3 separate regions of the Zea mays genome follow, and regions 1 and 2 are each linked to region 3. Evidence: chromatin contacts called from public Hi-C data. All regions are on one chromosome and are shown on one strand. The core of a region is the stretch at or near the end of the contact, and the rest is flanking DNA. Distances in the headings are between cores, read along the strand shown.

Region 1 (2,986 bases), core at 477-2,976, 200 kb before region 3:
CCGTTTAATAGAACACTCCTCAGTCACCCAATTAACAATATGCTCATAATAACAGAAGGCCTAGAGATGTGATTTATCAGAAGCTGAAAACCAGTAAACATACATCCAAAGGACAGGAAAGAGAGAATTGTGGAGATAAGGATTTGTATGGGTGGGCGAATTCATCAACAAAAATGAATCACATCGTTTAATAGAACCCTCTGGAGCCACCCAATTAACAATATGCTCAGCTCATATAAACAGAAGGCATAGAGATGTGGTTTATCAGAAGCTAAAAACCAGTATACATAGAGCATATACACCCACAGGAGTACAGGATGATACACGAAGATTAAAGCTGAAATTGTTCTGTTGTGATTTATGCTTGCCATGAATGGCGAAAGGTAATTGCATATGCATAATGCATTTGTAATGAAATAGACTTTCTTTGCTAACCTGTCCCAAGCACGCACTAAAACCTCTGAGCCACCACCATGTTGTTCTGCCTCAAGTCCAATATGTGTTACAAGATCAACGATAAGGTGTGATACATTGCAATTAGATGGCATGTTGAATTTAACAACCACCTGTTTGAGAAACAAACCAATTCTGAGAAATATAGTCATTATCATTAAGTGCCGATGAAACATGGTTGCTACTGATAGTGGTAGCAGAAAAGATAAGATATGCTTCTAACTTGCTATGGTATTGATAGTCAGATTGCATATCATTTCTAGAGAACAGCACTGCTGTGTTCTGATAGTTTTAAAGCTTCCTACTCGGCTACTCCACAGCTTTCGTGTACTAATACTCACACTCAAATAAGGACACATGTTTCTATATTTGCAGCATAGTCATGCCCCACCGTCCTACAATTCGTCTTTCTACCATATAATGAATGCATACAGTGTGCTTAATTTCACGAAAACAGGAGCATGGGATAATTTTTTAATGCTAATAAACATGAGACAGTAAACACATGTATATCGCCAGAAAATTTGGGAGAAATAACAACCTTCTGGCCCTTCACTGCAACATCAAACTTCGGGTATGACCCGCGCTGCATCCCTCGGCTCTGGACAAGCTCCAATATCCTCTTCCTCTCCTTGCGGGCCAAATCCTCCCCAACCGCGGGATCGGCACTCGCTACTGTGTCGACCGCTCCCTGCAAACGCAAACGAAGCTCAAGTGCTCAACCCATGCAAACCTCACTCCCGGAATTACAAAAACAAAAACAAAAAAATTCGAGCAATGGTAGAAAAGCCAATTGACAAAACCTGCTCATTGCTGTCTGCGTAGGCCACCGGCAGTGACGCGAGGGCGGCGGCCGCGCCCATAGCGAGATAGGCGGCAGCGGGAGATGATTTCCCAGCCCCCCGCCCCGACTCAACGGGCGCGGCATTGGGGAACCGCAGGCGGCGTGATCTTGGCCCCACGAAGGCGGCGTGAGGTTTCTGAAGAGGAGGGGGAGGGGGAGGGGGAGGTGTGGAGGACGAAGAGATCGAAGCCATCGATCCAGTATGCAGCGGCCGGAGGAGGCGGAGCAGCGGGAGTCGGCGGCGGAGTAGCATGGCCATGCCGGGCTCACTGCGACGCCGCCGGAGAAGGGCGGCTCGTGGTCGCGTGGTGCTGGGCTTCGAGTTCGAGACCGTGGAACGTGGATGGCTCGAGGCCGGGACGGCGATGCCAGAGAGTTCGCGGCCAGAGTTTCGCAGCTGGGCTTTCCCCCCGCCCACGAAAGAACGAAGCGTCAAATGCTGATCTACGTCTTCGTGTGACGTTCACGTGTACTGAGTATTTCGTAGCCAGCATTGGGTTTTCTGGGCCGAGCGGAATATTTTTTTTAAGTTCGCGGGGATAGAATAGAAGGTAGCTTATCTTGAGCCGCATTTTTGTTAATGGGCCGAAAACTTTTTCCACTTTGAAATCAATGCAATTGCAGCGGACGGGAGTCGTTGAGTCAGCACAGCGTCCAAATAGTGCAACCTGCTAGTTTATTCGCGAGCGTACATGGCGAGAAATTTGTCTCGCTGGACTCAATCTGTGTACATGCTGCTCCCTCCCTCTATGGCTCTACATTACATGGTTTATTAGTTTGTATTCTCTACTGATTTGTGTAATAATCAAAAGCTGTTTTGGTAGTGCTAGGCTGCTAGGTGTAGTGATTTGTGTCACACCGGTGGAAAGCTCCGGATTCCAAGCATCAAGAAGACACCAGCTGCTTGAAGTTGATGGGCGCGGCGAAGCCCATCTGCGGCGGCGCGGAGAAGATGGCCAGGGCGCCCTTCTTGGACGTGGCCTGCGTGCCGTGCACCCCGTCCCAGAACAGGTACTCGCCGCGGTTGGAGCAGTAGGTGGCGTTGGGCGCGCACGGGGCCTGCGCGTTGAGCCGCCCCCCGCCGCAGCACGCGCTGGCCACATCCCTGAACCCGGCCGCTCCCGGGTGCGCCGTGAAGTAGGACACCACGCTGTAGGAGCTGCCGACGGAGTAGCGCGCCCCCGGGAGCGCGCCCGAGGCCGTGAGGTTGGCGAGCGCCGCCCTGAGCGCGTCGTTGAAGCCCCTCGCCAGCGCGTTGGCGCCGTCGACGCACCTGGACGCGCCGTCGGGGGAGGCGGCCCGCACCGACGGCACGCAGCCGAGGGGCGGCACGTCCACGATCCCGAACCGCCGCGCCCCGAGGCCGTGGAGCGCCCGCACGTGCCGCGTGTAGCTGGACAGCATGTCCGCGTACAGGGACGGCGCCTCGGTCGCCGTCCCGTTCCGCCGCAGGAACGCGAACACGTCGTTGCCGCCGTCGCTGATGAGGAAGAGGGACCTGGACAGCAGCTCGTCCACGGCCGACGTGCCGCTGTTCGCCACCATCTTGGACTTGGTGGCCGCGAAGTACTCGATTTGCTTCGTCAACGTGATCGTGTTCCCCTGGTCCGTCGACAGACACGTGTACGTACAAATGATCAAGAATGAGTCACGACCAAATCTGGTGTGCTAGTAGTGCTTACCGTGGTG
Region 2 (2,781 bases), core at 244-2,743, 160 kb after region 3:
TAATAAAACCAACAATTACTCCCAGTAATTACAGAAAAGAGCATATTACCTGTGTATTCTCCAGATTTTTTGTAGTCCTCAATGAAATGTGTAATAACTGGAGTCGGTATCACATAACCTATGTTCTCCGCATCTTCATGTTTAAGAGACTGAAAAGCTATACCGACACATTTTCCCCTATCATTAAAAGCTGGGCCACCTGAATTTCCTGAATTAATAGCTGCATCTATCTATCAACAAGACAAGGCCCGTATTAGACACGTCGGTGAGCCGATAAGTCATGGTTTCTCAAAATAGTTACTTCACTTGCAACATCTATCTTTATAAAAAGATTTATTTGAAGTTATCATAATTTCAGGAAAAAAAATGTACCTGCAATCCTAGAAGTTCTGTAGAACCATGAACGTATGAAAGTATTTCTATCCTAGAGACCACTCCACTTGTCACGGATATGGTATCTCCTCCAATTGGATAACCAACAACAGTAACTGCATCCTGAAGGGCTGGTAATGTTCCAAACTCAACAGGTGAAACTCCTTCCCAGAATTCATCGTCATTGACAGTTAAGAGCGCTGAGACAGATAGAACAAACGAATAATATCAAATTAGATTGCATAAGCAACATGAAAAATCAACTGTATGATAAGTACCATGCCATAACTCAAACGATGCTATAACCTCAGAAGTTTCATAGATACCATAAAAAATGATCTTGGTGTATTTCTCCAAGAAAACAATATAGAAATTACTATGCATCCGATTTTCACGACTACAATGGACAAACCCAACATCACAATAAGAAGAAAAAAAACTAAGAGTAAGAAATAAACAATGGAGACAGTGGCAGGGATGGGGAGAGCGGGCGCACCAATGTCGCACTCTGTGCCGATGGCCAGGACGGTGGCAAGGTACTTGGTGTCGGAGCCGCGCTTCTTAAGCTTAACCTGGGTATAGTGCTCCACGGAGTGAGCATTGGTGAGGACACGGCGGCCGCCGATGATAAATCCGCTGCTGCTGGAGCTGTACTGCCGCTTCCGCTGCCACGGCAGCGAGAAGTTGGGCTCCGTGTGCACGCAGAACACCTTGACCACAGCGTCCATGCACGGCACTACCCTCACCACCTCATCCCAGCTCGCGGGGCCTGACTCCGCCACTGCCACCACATCGCCTCCGTTTGCCACCGGCTTCGGCTCCCCGCGGCGGGGCGGGGACGGCGGACGCGTGGCGTCCGCGTCGGCGGGGGCCTCGTGACGTCGCGGCTTGCGGCCACGACGCCCAGCCGGAGCGGGGGCGGCCGAGGGAGAGGGGGAGGAGCGGTCGGGGAAGGGCGGCGACGCCTTGGGCTTGCGCCCCCGCTTGCGCTTGTGCTTGTTGGAGGCGGAGGAGGGATCGTCCATGGGGGGCGGGCTAGGGTTTCGCCGCGAGGAGGACGAGCCGAAGTGCCGAACCGGGGAAGATGAGGAGTGTCGGCCCGGTTCGAGGCGGGCCGTGCAGGCCGGATTGGGCTGGATTGATTCAGGGTTCCACTGTTTCACAGACTGGAGTGTTTTTGTCAGTTGGTTTGCGCATCGTGACGTTCCATTTGTTTAGAAGCGATACTGCTGCCCTACCATTGTTTGTCTGATTGAAATATACAGTCCACCAGCACTGCACTGTGTTTACTACTGAATGACGTCTCTAGGCCTGTCCTGACCGTTCCTAGTCTACGTCAGTCACTATACTCAACAACATGTGCTTGCAGAAGGTCACACAGAAGGATAATCGAATCGTTGGCATGGCGTACGCCTCAGCCCTCAGGCTTAGCAGCATTCTATGCGTGCAAAGTATGTGACTACACCTCTCTTGATTTGGAGGGGACACCGCTGCGCATTGCGATGGTGCTTTCCACTTTGCACATCGGAGACCTGACTTGTCATAGCTTAGCTGATCAACCTCCTGAGGCTGACAGTGACTTGTGCCAAATAGCCCACTTGTCACTTGAAGATGCTCAGATGCATAAGGAAAACCATTCTATGCAGGACCTGGTATGTGAACCATGACTGTGTACACAAGGTTCAGTTACTTCCAGACATCGACAATTCAATCTCCATCCATCGGTTTCATGATTAGACGGTTGATGTGGCAATCTCTGCTGTTTAGTGAGAAATACTGCGGTCAGACAAGTGGTCGCTGTAAAGGTACAGACTGCCTAGACGCTCCCAAGAATCCTCCACTTCTCCATTCCATTTCGCAGAGATGGTGAGGGGTCGAGGAGAGTGAACCTTGTACTCCCTCCGTTTCGTTTTAGTTGTCACTGGATAGTGCAAAATTAAACTATTCAGCGACAACTAAAAAGAAACGAAGGGAGTAGCTCAACGACGAGGTTGAACTGAAATCTCATCCTGGCAATCTGCCTTTGAACTAGCACTGAGACTGTCCGTCCTGCGTGCAGACTGCAGGGTCTCCTTCTCCATCCTCTGCGAGGACCATCATTTTCAGTCCTGGTTTTTTCAGTACATGCTCCAATGCATCCATCAATGAGATATTCTAAAGCGTCACTGTCACTAGAGGTGCTCCGAGTTATTAACCATTCACACTCTTTTCGGTAGGCTGCTGCTGCTGACAGCCATGTCTTTTTTTTCATCCCGCTATGCTTTCTTCTTCAGGTGCAGCAGATTAGTTGCAGAGCACTGACCCGATCAGTGAGACGGGGAGCATGTCACATCATATATTAGCATCGGATGCCAATTGCAGCTGATCAGCTCCATCATTCCAGCCTGATGCTGCTAACAAGGCCGCCGC
Region 3 (2,747 bases), core at 243-2,742:
CTTGCGATGAACTGACCGAGGCCAGGTGATCGCCGAAAGTACAGGCCCACCGGTAGTCAATGATTACGGCGCTACGGCTGTATGGAGCTGACATCTCAGGTCGTGGCCTCGTCGATGCTCTGCAGCGACGGCCGCCATTGCCGGTGCCGCGCACTGGAGCTCCGGCTGCCGTTGTCCTGCCGCGCCAACTGCAGTCAGATGGGAGGAGCAGAAGAGTGATCAGGAGAAGGAACCTTTGCATGTTGCGTGGAAAAAGGAAAAGATTCTCGGAGACGATTCCTTCCCCGGCCCCTCCCTGACATTAGTTGAAACTCACCTATTAATCTATCCCCCCTAATCTAATGTTGTACTTCCTTCTGGCTGCTCAGCATCAGCCATCAGTTAGTTATTAGCTACACTTCTTTTTTTTTCCATAAAAAAGATTCTTGTATGCATTTCATCTGGAATGTTGAATCTGTGATATTGTATTTACTTGCTAATAATAGTTCTACTGACAGTTCTTTTTTACTTGTTTGTTATGGTTATGATTCTCAGTTCTGTCAGATATTTTCTACAGTGCGGACAAGAACGGGTGATGAGGATAGTCACGAGAAGATGAACACCTAACTACCCCCTGAAGAAGCAACTGATCGAGGGAGTGCGGGTCATGGCGAGAGCGTGCATGGGAGCATCGGAAAGCAGTTGAGTAAGGTTCGAGAGGCGAAATCTAATCCATGTAACAATCACCTGATCAAGGCTGGCGTCCAAGGCTGCCTCGTCGTCGTCGTCCTCCTCCTCGGCCGCGGCGCCACTCGCCACGCCCTGGCCCTGCCTCGGCTCCAGCAGCTGCTGCTGCGCTTTCCTCTGCTTGTCCTGCTTCCTCGCCTGCACCGCCTTCGTCACCTCTGCAGAGCAGCAGCAGCGCAGCACAAGTTAAAGCCTGTTGTTCACTCGTAAGTTCGCCGCAGGGCACACGTACTGGACCGCCGCGGGGGGGATTTATTTTCACGGTACGCACGGAGGACGTACGCACCCTGGGTGGTGATGAGGCGGTACACGTGACCGAGGAGCAGCGTCTCCTTGGGCTTGAGCAGCTTGACGCGCGTGAGGCGCACGGTGCGCCGCTGCCCGCCCGGGGCGTCCTGCCGGTCCTCGGCGACGCGGAGCGTGACGAGCGCGACGTAGTGGCCCGGGTTGGCGCGCATGACCTCGGCGGCGCTGGTGGACCAGTAGAGCCGCTCCACCCGCCCGCCCGGGTGCTGGAGCAGCACCGTCGCCACCTCCGCCGCCTGGCAGTTCCCCATGCTTTGCTGCGCCGACTGGCTGGTGTGCTGGCTGGGTGGGTCGCGCACGCGAGCGAGCCCGGCCGGGGAGCGGCGACGACGACTGCGATACCGAAAGAGAAAGAGAGAGAGGAGGTGGAGAGAGCAACCGCTCCGCTCTAATGCCGAGGTGGTATATATGCTGCGACTGCGACCAGCCAAGCCAAAGCCAACCCACACCCACTGCTCTTTCTCTTTCTACCCCTGCAGCCTGCCTGCGCGTAGGTTTGGTGCGAACCGGCGGTTGCTGCTCCGCTCGGCTCGGCGTGCGTGCGTGCGTGACAATGGCGGGCGGGCGCACGCACGCACCCGCGTACTTTGGCCGAGTGGCACGACCGGTGAAAGTGAAACCGATGCGATGGCTCCTGGAAGAATTCCAACGATCGACGCGGTTTTTTGGCCGCCGGGGGAGGGAAGCTTAGCTAGCTGAGACCCCTCCCGGACGGATCGTTTTTTCGCTGCCTTTTTCCCGAAAGTGGCACGTGAACGCAGTTGTTTGAGTTTGCAGTGCGGCAACAGCGAGACAGAAGAGGGAGCTCCATCAATTGGTCGTTTTCGCGGGGCGTCGTGCGGACCAGGGCGGCCGTTCCATCGGATCGGATCGACCATTGCGTCCTGGCCTCTCTCTCTCTCACTCACTCTCTGTTCCTGCTGCGTACGTCTCGTCCACCACCGGCCAACGTGAACGTACGTACGTCGAAAACCGTGGCCTGAGTCGTCCATGGCAGACGGCAGCAGCCACCACCGCCGGCTACCGATGCGTCCAAGTCTGGCCGGCGGCGCTCTGAAGTCGTTCTTTCTGATCGATGTGCGTTTCAACGTGTACCTTTCTTTGTGCCATTGTGTGATACTCCCTCCGTTTATTTTTATTTGTCGCTGGATAGTGTAATTTTACACTATCCAGCGACAAATAAAAAGAAACGGAGGGAGTACAAAACATCCACCACAGAGATGCTCCAAAAACGAAAGTTTCACGACGTACGGTACAATGGCGTATAGTGTGTGGGGTTCAAATTCAAGTCTTGTGCGTTGTTGCTCGTTGCTTGAGTTTTGCCTCACCGGCCACCAGGATCTCATTTGATACCAACTAGTGCTGCATGTGTGGGAGATTAGTTGGTCATTTCTTTAGATAAAAAAAGAAGGATATCAGTTGATCATTTCTTTAGATAAAAAGGAGGAGCACCCACTTTCAAAGTTATTAGAAACAGTACGATCGAGCAGCGTAACGCAAAACGAAAGCGCACCAGCCTGAAATCTTTTGTTTCTTTACAGCGACACAGCATGTTTGAAATCTCTGTAGCTTTTTATTTAGAAGAGATGCCGCCACTTTCATGAAAATAAATATGGAACGCGCGGACGCCACGTAGTAGCAAGGCACAATGCTGCTGCCTTGATCAACGTACACCATTAGTATTCTACTAGGTGAGTGCCCGTACGTTGCAACGG

The links. A called contact is a pair of places that touch in the nucleus more often than the background predicts.
Region 1: a contact with region 3 is called in a Hi-C map of tassel, with 3 times the contacts expected there. The contact joins the promoter of LOC100216753 here to the promoter of LOC100277687 in region 3. A contact is called at or near these places in 7 of 25 Hi-C or Micro-C datasets (ear, endosperm, leaf and 3 more).
Region 2: a Hi-C map of leaf shows a contact between it and region 3, with 4 times the contacts expected there. The contact joins the promoter of LOC100381831 here to the promoter of LOC100277687 in region 3. A contact is called at or near these places in 3 of 25 Hi-C or Micro-C datasets (ear, leaf and tassel).

The regions. Positions count from the first base shown.
Region 1 is chr5:214,057,503-214,060,488 of Zm-B73-REFERENCE-NAM-5.0, forward strand. It overlaps LOC100216753 (katanin p60 ATPase-containing subunit A1), which reads right to left and starts at 1,727. Exons shown (of 13, transcript NM_001309903.1): 1 at 1,257-1,727; 2 at 995-1,144; 3 at 436-566. The coding sequence starts at 1,556. LOC103627703 (GDSL esterase/lipase At5g55050) reads right to left here. Exons shown (of 3, transcript XM_008648012.4): 2 at 2,980-2,986; 3 at 1,948-2,899. The coding sequence ends at 2,183.
Region 2 is chr5:214,412,322-214,415,102 of Zm-B73-REFERENCE-NAM-5.0, forward strand. LOC100381831 (Protease Do-like 9) reads right to left here and starts at 1,494. Exons shown (of 9, transcript NM_001174625.2): 1 at 869-1,494; 2 at 373-572; 3 at 50-230. The coding sequence starts at 1,397.
Region 3 is chr5:214,254,718-214,257,464 of Zm-B73-REFERENCE-NAM-5.0, forward strand. It overlaps LOC100277687, which reads right to left and starts at 1,493. Exons shown (of 3, transcript NM_001151190.2): 1 at 1,013-1,493; 2 at 727-884; 3 at 1-188. The coding sequence starts at 1,283. The coding sequence ends at 96.